Linked DNA regions of Mus musculus: all the other regions are linked to region 3. Evidence: chromatin contacts called from public Hi-C and promoter capture Hi-C data. All regions are on one chromosome and are shown on one strand. Each heading gives the region's core, a stretch centred on a gene start, on an enhancer-like site or on the middle of the called end of the contact. The rest is flanking DNA. Distances are from core to core; before and after follow the strand shown.

Region 1 (3,027 bases), core at 11-2,510, 1.4 Mb after region 3:
ATAGCAATTTAGGAAAGCTCTGGAAGACACAAAATAGTTTGTAAATGATTTCCATCATCAGAATAAGCCAGGAGACAAAATACTGAGACTGGCTAGGTGTGTTCTATTGGGTTCTGTACTCCAGCAAAACAGTTTCAGAGGGATGAAAGCAACAGTTTCTTCTTTGATGGGTAAAGAGTCAAGGCAGATAAGAAACTATTCACTGTGTAAGCTCTGCTAGTCAGTCTCCAAGGGCCTTTAAAAAGGTGGTTCTCAACATGTGGGTCTCGATCCCTTGGCGGTCAAACACGGGACACAGCAGATATCCTGCATATTACAGTTACGAAGTAGCAACAAAATGATTTTATAGTGAGGGAGGGGTCACCACAACAAGAGAAACTGTGTTATAAAAGAGTCAGAGCATTTTAGGAAGGTTAGAAGCATTGCTATAAAATAATCAGCATAGAGGGCCATACTGCTAACCTGCTCTGCTTGGAGCTCATGGGCTCCATCTAGATGCTTGAAAGGATTGCATTCTGGTATTTAGAAACAGCAACTGCTTTGTTTTTACATGCTTCCGAGTTTTGTTGGTGAATGATTTCAGGTATGTCTTTGCGAGCACTTGTCTCTGGTGTGGGTTAAGAAAGATCCCAGCTTCTCGCATACGTTGCTTCAGCCAGTCAGAGCAACATTGTGAGGCTGTGTTTCAAAAAAAACAAAAAAACAAAGAATTTCATCTTATTCATACAGTACGGCATTTATCTTTGCAAGCCCTTCAAGATGTGTTTTGTTATTTTGTTTAAAAAAACAAACAAACCAGCCTAGGGCTACAGACGATCAGCTTTGATAACCGACAGAGAAAGGGAGATAACCGCTGATTATTGTGAGGTGAGTGCTCAGAATGATCCCGGGGAGCAGTGCCACGCGTGAACACCGCGTCGAGGGTTTTAGACTTGCCCGGCCATTGCGTGCCTCACTGCATCCCGCCAACCTCGCGGTCCAAACGGTCCTCTCTCAGAAACTTCTCTATTTCAGGCCAAGGGAAGAAGAGGAGGAGGAGGAGGAGGGCGGGGGGAGGACGAGGAGGACGCCAGCAGCCCGCGCCCCCAGGGCCGACTGCAAAGGTCCTCCCTAAAGCGTCCGGAGAAGGCTCGCACGGGAAAGGACGAGCTCCGGGATCAGAGTCCAGTCTGGCTCCAGAAGCCGCCAACAGACTCCACACCCCTTCCCCGCCCGGAGCCGAGGTGATGACGAATTCAAAGTGCGACGGACGCACACGCAGCCCGCGCTTGCACGACAGTACGCGCAGGGCAGCGCGAGGGAGTCCCGGTCCGTCACCGGCGCGACTCGCGTCCCGCCTCCTCCGCTCCCGCCACCCCCGCAGCTCCGCGCCCGCCTCGGTGCAAGGCCTCGGCCGGAGCGAAGCTGCCGGCTCCCGTCTTGTCGCTTTAAGTGGTGGGGCTTGCGGGCCGCCCCTGCCGCTACTGCCTAGGTGGCCCCGCGCGCCGCTTTTGAGGGGCGAGCCAAGATGGCGGCGGCTTTGGCTCTGTGAGGAAGACGGAAGAGGCGGCGGAGTAGGGAAGGCGGCTTCTAAGAAGAGCCAGGGGTTCTCGGGTGGCCAGAGGCGTTCGGAGTCTCCCGGGAAGTGCTACCTCACCGGCTTCGGATGCTTTAAGCGGGAGGAGCGGAGCGGGGCTTCCTGCTGCAGCGGCTGGGCCAGGTACAAGGGAGGAAAACATGGCGGCGGCGGCCTGAGGAGGCGGCGGCGCGGGAAAGCGGCTCTGCGGAGGTCATGGTGGAGGCCGGAGCGGGTCTGTGAACCGAGCCGCACCTCGTTGGAACGGCGGGCCGGTAGGCTGCGTAGTGCTGCGCGTTCCCTGTCGGGGCTGCTGGGCGGCCGCGCTCGCTCGGCCTGGACAATAGCGCCGGGGAGAAGGAGACGAGAGAAGGCGGCGGCCCGGGGCTCGGACCCGGGAGCGGGCCATGCGAGCGGCGGCGCAGCTCCGCGGCGGCCAGCGGTGGCACTGAGGTCCCGGAGTTCCCCGTTTGCGGCCGCCCGCCTTTTCTGGACACTGTCCCTGGGCCACTCGGGCGGGGCCCCCGGCCGGCACGATGACCGACACCCGACGGCGGGTGAAGGTCTACACGCTCAACGAGGACCGGCAGTGGGACGACCGGGGTACTGGCCATGTGTCCTCCGGCTACGTGGAGAGGCTGAAGGGCATGTCCCTGCTCGTCAGGGCGGAGAGCGACGGTAAGTGACCCTCACTGGCCCCTCTCAGAGCAGTGGCGCTCGGACTGGGACGGCGGGAGTGCGGACGGGAACGCCACGGGGTACCCAAGTCCGGTGGAGCTCGGTGGAGAGCATTCGGGGTGTCCATCCTTAACCCGAAAACCTTGTGGCGTTGGGATTTCGAGCAGAGCGGAGCACGTTGCGCCGTGCTGCCTTTCCAGTGCAGAAAGGTCGGAGACCTGAGATCCTCTTTCCCCGGTGGTTTTTGCACCGTCGTGACCTTGAGAAAGGCATTTAACGGAAACGATCTGCTCCCCCCCCCCCCACACACACACACCCCTTAGTTCACCAATCTGTAAAGCAGGCATAAAACCTTGCTTGGCGCTCGTAAAGTTCATAGCTGTTGCACACTTTGAGAAAGTTCTGTTCTGGTGGGATTGTTGTTGTTTTAAACCTTTTCCACCATATCTTTCAGATTTTAGGGTCTGCAATAAGGTCTATAAATCTGGCAGTTCCACCAGACAGAGAAAATGCTGCTTTGGCTTTCGAGGACACACATGTCTTGACCGGGGTTGGTTGTCTTTTTCACAAGAAAGGGAGATGATTATTATTGTTGTTATTGTTTTGTATTTTGAGACAGGGTTTCAGTATGTAGCCCAACTATCCTGGAGCTTGCTCTATAGACCAGGCTAGCCTTGAACTCAAAGCTTGCCTTCCTCTGCCTCTCCAGTGCTGGGATTAAAGTGCTGCCACACCTGGCTAAGAAAGAAAGACTTTGTAGGTCTTCTGTGGGAACTCGTGAACCTTTGGAACAT
Region 2 (3,079 bases), core at 177-2,676, 1.1 Mb before region 3:
TAAAAATTCACAATTATAGCAATGACAACTAATCTGGAATCTGAGGATTGTTCTACACCATATTAAACACAGATCTCCAGTTGAGTGCTGAGAGGGGGGACTATCTGTACTCTTCTGCCTTATAGACTGTAGGACCTCAATGGAATCAACTTCATTACACATACATACCACATGTGAACATATTTACCTATATATTCACATATTTTTTTGTCTTCAACGCAGTACCCCAAGCCGCTACAACATTTTCCACACTGGGAAATGCTTTAAAGGGGAGTTGAATAAAACAGAAAGGACAAGCTTTGTAGCTCCTGTTGGGAACCGAATGAACTCAGACGGAAAGAAAATCAAAGGCTCTAGAAAGGTAATGAAGAACTGGCAAGAAGGGTAGGGAAGGGGCCCATAAACTAGGTTTGTCATCTGTGAGGATGAGGGTTGAAACCCCACAAGGCTGGAAAGATGACTCTGCGGGGTTGGGGAGCGAGGTAGGGGGGGAAACAGAAGGTTGACTCCCCTCAAGGGGGCTGGGGAGCAGGGTCCCGCCTACAGTCCTGGAGGACCTGGGAGGAAAAGGATGCATGGTGACTCAGGATGGGAGGCAAGGGTTGAGGAGAAGCTTTCAAACCCTAAACTAGGGCGACTCTGGGAAGGGTGCCTCTCCTTGGAAGGTGAAGGAGGCCATGCTGCACGGGGAGACCCAAGCTTGATCTTATGCAGAGGTGGGGGTAGGACCGTGAAAGGATGGGACCTGAGACGTCCGGGCGAGAGATGGAACTAGGGCTGTGTGAAACCCAGGATGGGCCAGCGACCAGAACCTGGGACAGCACCACGGGCTGAGGAGCTGGCTGCGGAGGCTGGCCCCGAGAACAGCGGCTTGGCCGTTCCTGGGGGAGGCCGGAGCCGGGTGGGGCGCAGGGCTGGCCGCAGTCGGGGGACCAAGTCGGGGGGGCCCGGCTGATTCCAGTTAGTCAGGGGCAGGTTGATTTCAGTTCGGAGACTGGGCTGGCCGTAGTCAAGGGACCCAGCCGGCTCCAGTCAGAGGAAGGGACTAGCCTCAGTCAGGAGGCAGGGCTAGCTCTAGCCAGGGTAAGGGACTGGTTCCAGTCAGGGGTCAGGGACAGGCCGACCCTTGGCTGCGGCAGGGAATGAAGCTCTGAAGCGGCTGCGGTGACAGGGCGACTGGCGCTGGAGCGCCGAGGGGCAGTCGGACGGCGGGCAGCCCTGAGGGGAGCGTCTCTCGGTCCCGCGCACCTTGAGGCTCCGGCGGACCGGCCTCTCGATGATGGTGAGCTCCTGCAGGTCCTCCATGTAGCCAAACAGGCTGTTCTGCCCGAAATCCATCGCGACGCCGGCGTCGGGCGGCGGCGGATGCATGGACCGCCGAGGGGCTCCCTCGCCGGCCCGCCCGAGCGGCCCCGGGATGCCGGACGCGCGCAGCCCCGCGCCGCCCACCAGAAGGACTCTCTGGTCCCGCTCTCGGCCGCGGGGAAGCAGAGCAAGAGGCCGCAGGCGACGAGAACACGAGCGCGGCGGGAGCCGGAGAGCAGCGCACCGAGGGGGCGGGGCGGGTGGAGGGGGCGGGGCGGGTGGAGGGGGCGGGACCAGAACAGGGAGCCGCCTCAGCGGCCGCCTCGGCCCCGCCCCCGCCCGGGGTCTGCGCGCGAGGTAGGACGCAACTGCCGCGCAACGACGCTCCCTGGTCCGGCTCCCTGGGCCCCCGCCCCACCCTTATGGGGCGAGCCCCGCCCCTCGGCGCGTGCGCAGAGCTCTCCGCGTCCCCAGGCGGCCAGGAGGCGGGCCGGGGGCGGGAAATGGGCGCGGGCAGGCTGAGCCAATGAGAGTGAAGCGGGGGAAGTGTGCAGTGTGCTGGGCTCCTCTGCACCTGTGAGAGTGACTTTCTGGTTATTTGGTGGCTGCTCTGCTGGCCTGCTTCTGGTGTAGACAAGCCCCTGCTAACTCAACTCCCGGCCTAGGGACCCTCGAGTGGCCAAATCAAGCTGGTTTAGTGCCTAGTGTGTGCCTGAGGATAGGAGACAGGTATATGCGAATACAGTTCTGCAGTCCTGACGTTGGAAGAAGGAAAATGTCCCAAAATGCCTTCTTTAAAAAAAAAAAAAAAAAAAAAAAAGACCTATACTGAATCCTGAAAAATCAATAAGGATTTACTAAGAGAGGTTACAGCCAGCCCTTTCGGATAAAACTTGGGCCATGATGAGTGCAGCTCTTCTTAGAGAACTGGGAGGTAGTGCTTAGCACAGTGGGTAGAAAGAGATGTGTAAGACCTCGGTGGAGCACTACCTTGCTCTTGCTCTAGGGGAGCACATTGATTCAACTCGCTTACATTTGGTTCTAGTCAAAATAAGACAGGGAAGGGTTGGAGAGATGACCCAGTTGTTAAAAACACTGGCTCCTCTTCCAGAAGACACAGTTTCTATACCTAGCGCTACTGTAGGGACTAGTAAACCCCTGAAAGTCCAATTCCAGGGCCCTCTTTTGACCGCCTGACAATACGCAGACGTGCACAGCCATTTACATAGGTAAAAGTGCCACACCTGACACTCAGTTCCATCCATTGGACACAGTGAAAGAAGGGACTGAGTCTTACAAGTTGTCCAATGACCTCCACACTCACTCCATCTTACAGGCATGCACACACACACACCACACACATGATGTCTCAAAGAGTAAGAACACTTGCTGGGCAGTTCTAAAGAAATGAATTCAGATCCTAGCACCCACATTTAATAATAATAATTTTTAAAAAGCCAGCATGAGCCTGTAACCCCCACACGTGGGGGCTGAAGACAAAAGGACCCCAAGAGCTTGCAATCTGCCTTCCACTTCCATGAGAGACCCTACCATGACGGAGAAAAGCAGGGCAAGACACTGGATAGCTTCCTCTGGCTTCTTCATGAAACAAACCATTAGCTCTCAAAGCCAGGACAAAGGGCCAAGGTGCCTATTTGATACATCCAATCGGACCTGGTCTCCAGGTTCTCCTAGCATCCCTCATTCCCTGCCTGTTAGAGGGTATGGCTAGCACACTCTGCCCTCTACCCTGAACTCCCCAGCCCAGGGGCTG
Region 3 (2,820 bases), core at 65-2,564:
TTCTTCACTAAATTGGCATCAGAGTTGTCTTTCCTTCCCTTCTATGCTAGGTCTTTTTATTCTGTGTGCATGCCCTTCTTTTGCCTTACACTGCTTCAGGTTGTTGCAACTGTTGTTTTAAAACATGTCTCTCCCTGCTGGGGAAGGGGGAGTGGGTGGATACACACAATGCCTGGTTTGCTCAATGATAAATTCCAATTCTAGCCCACACACAGGCACTCCTAGAAACACTACTGAAGTAATTCATCCTTATATGTCAAGTGTTGTGCAAACACTATCACTAAAAATAATATAATATAAAAATAAAATAATAAAAATAATATAGTAACATAATGCTCAGCTACATTATATGGCAAACTGTAAAGTCCTTTAGAAACAAATAAAGATGGATATGGCTTAGAAAGATCCTGGAACTTCGATGGCACCTCAGACACTGGAATCTAGGTCAACCTAGAGGTAAACCCACCTTTTAACCTCTCCGCTCTAACCTCGTCGGAAGTTAACTGTTTCAACACACTCTTTAGGAAACCCATTTAAGTGTGTATTTCAATTTATGAGAAACCAAATGAAAAAGGAATGTAACATGCCTTCTGACTTATAAAACGTTACACAAGCTCGATGTAAAAATTAGTGATGAGCGAGAGAAAAGTAGCTCTCCTAATAAAAAAAAGCCTGAAGACAATTAATGTCTTGCCTCCCATCTGAAAGTTAACGGGGCTTTAAAACATATCTTTCACGTGGATCGTAGACACTAAACCTGAGCTCTTATCTCAGTGACAGACTCCAAGAGGGGACTTCCCGTGGTGCAAAGCCACCGGGAAGGTCAGATGTCACACAGAGGCGGGGGTCAGGGGTCAGGCCCGGCGGTGTGACCACGGGTCCCCGAGAGGCGAGAACACATCGTACTGGGTCCCCAGAGCAGAGTCGGGGTGGAGGGCGGGTCAGCCTCGGTATCCGGAGGCTACGGGGCTCTGGCATCCCCTTCCTTGTCCCTGAGCGAAGACGAGCACGACAGCGCTCGGGAAAGGCGGAGACCGGGTCCCGCAGGCCAAGCCGTCCCGCCCGCGGCCTGGTCGCGCCTCACCTGAGGACGCCGAGCGGCAGCACCGCGGCCTCGTCGCCCGCCCGGGCCGCCACAGCAGCCCGCTGCTCCCGGACCTGCCGGCTAGCTCTTCCGGGAGACGTGGAAGGGCGGCGAGGACCTCAAAACAGAGTGGCCAACGAGCTGCCTGAGTGGCCGGAAGCTGAGCGCCGCCGGCCGCCTAGCAGGTCACTCAGGCGGCGGCGCCGGCGGCCGCGGGGCCCTAGCGCCAGGCCACGCCCCCTTCCGTCTGCCGCCGAACCGGGTGCCGCGCCAGCGTGCGTGTGACGTAACGCCGCCGGCACGCGGCCTCCACAACATTGCGGAGCACGCCCACAACGGGGGGCAGGGTCCCGAGCACCACAGGGGCGGGCCCAAGCCAAACTGGGCGGGGCATGAGCCGGCCCAGGCCTCTGAGCTCCTCCTCCCTTTCAAAAGTTTTACACGTGAGGATTTCGAGGCAGAGACTGGAACTGTCTAATCCCTGGGCCTGTGGGATGGTTCAGTAAATAGAGTACATAGATAAATAGCCAGGACTAACGGCCTGAGTTCTGAGTTCTGAGTTCATTCACAAAGCACACACACACACACACACACACACACACACACACACAAATTAAAAATACAAGGGCTGTGGAACAACATTATGAACTAACAGTACCCCGGAGCTCTTGACTCTAGCTGCATATGTATCAAAAGATGGCCTAGTCGGCCATCACTGGAAAGAGAGGCCCATTGGACTTGCAAACTTTATATGCCCAGTACAAGGGAACGCCAGGGCCAAAAAGTGGGAGTGGGTGGGAGGGTATGGGGGACTTTTTGGGATAGCATTGGAAATGTAAATGAGAAAAATACCTAATTTTAAAAAAACTGGGAAAGGGGATAACATTTGAAATGTAAACAAAAAAAATATCCAATTAAAAAAAAAATACAAGGGCTGGAGAGGTGGCTCAGTGGTTAAGAGCACTGGCTGCTTGCTCTTCCAGAGGTCCTGAGGTCAATGGCTCACAACCAACTGTAATGGGATGGGATCTGGTGCCCTCTCCTGGTGTGCCTGAGGGCAGCTACAGTGTACTCATATAAATGAAATAAATCTTTAAAAGAAAAAAAGAATACAATTTAAAGGGATGGGGTGAAGAACTCGGGAAGGGGGGACCAGTAAGGGGGGCAACATTTGGAATGTAAATACATAAAATAGTATAAGAAAAAAAATAAAAGAATACAATTTTTTAAAAAGAACCTGCTTTCAAGTGACAGAGATGGATTTTGCCTAAACTAATGAATCAACAATAGTTCAGAGCCTTTTGTAAACCAAGAGAAACAGGGAGAAGTATCCCGAGGTAGGAAAATAAGTCAGTTTGTGAGGGTTCCTTGTAGAAAAGATAACTTGAACTGAGACTATTATTCAATAGTGCTATAGTTATATTTTGCATACAGCTCACAGACTTTTTGAAATGGGTTTTTAAAAAGAAAATCTGTGTTCAATAATTCACTGAAGGCTACATCTACTGGGTAAACAGGACCAGGCTAATTTCGCCAACTGAAAAGCCTATGGTAAATTCTCAAGTAAGTGCGTTTGGGCATTGAGGAAACTAAGACTCAGAGATGTTAAATAATCTGGTTCCAATATTATCTGTCCTTAAAAGGGAGGTGTCCATCTCACTCCAAAGTCTGTGCCCCTAGACTCAAATTTTTATTGTCTCTGCATTGAATATGGGGAATAACTACAAGCCATTTTC

Evidence for each region. Promoter capture Hi-C pulls out the DNA fragments that hold promoters and counts their contacts. A called contact is a pair of places that touch in the nucleus more often than the background predicts.
Region 1: a contact with region 3 is called in a Hi-C map of B cells, with 8 read pairs. The contact joins the promoter of Ppp4r3a here to the promoter of Golga5 in region 3. A contact is called at or near these places in 10 of 39 promoter capture datasets (the 3T3-L1 cell line, 3T3-L1-derived adipocytes, the C10 cell line and 6 more), 3 of 484 Hi-C or Micro-C datasets (B cells, embryonic stem cells and muscle stem cells), 7 of 115 datasets of contacts at active chromatin or transcription factors (the NIH/3T3 cell line, astrocytes, differentiating embryonic stem cells and 4 more) and 3 of 9 other capture datasets (adipose tissue, embryonic stem cells and macrophages).
Region 2: a promoter capture Hi-C map of liver shows a contact between it and region 3, with 3 times the contacts expected there. The contact joins the promoter of Ppp4r4 here to the promoter of Golga5 in region 3. A contact is called at or near these places in 2 of 39 promoter capture datasets (liver and pre-B cells) and 1 of 484 Hi-C or Micro-C datasets (muscle stem cells).

Annotation. Positions count from the first base shown.
Region 1 is chr12:101,081,935-101,084,961 of GRCm38.p6, reverse strand. Ppp4r3a (protein phosphatase 4 regulatory subunit 3A) reads left to right here and starts at 1,260. Exons shown (of 15, transcript NM_211355.2): 1 at 1,260-2,233. The coding sequence starts at 2,092. It overlaps D130020L05Rik (RIKEN cDNA D130020L05 gene), which reads right to left and starts at 2,511. Exons shown (of 2, transcript NR_038050.1): 1 at 463-2,511.
Region 2 is chr12:103,530,912-103,533,990 of GRCm38.p6, reverse strand. It overlaps Ppp4r4 (protein phosphatase 4, regulatory subunit 4), which reads right to left and starts at 1,426. Exons shown (of 25, transcript NM_028980.3): 1 at 1,249-1,426. The coding sequence starts at 1,371.
Region 3 is chr12:102,467,628-102,470,447 of GRCm38.p6, reverse strand. It overlaps Golga5 (golgi autoantigen, golgin subfamily a, 5), which reads right to left and starts at 1,314. Exons shown (of 13, transcript NM_001199004.1): 1 at 1,085-1,314. It overlaps Gm30198 (a long non-coding RNA gene), which reads right to left. Exons shown (of 3, transcript XR_381856.1): 3 at 2,572-2,820.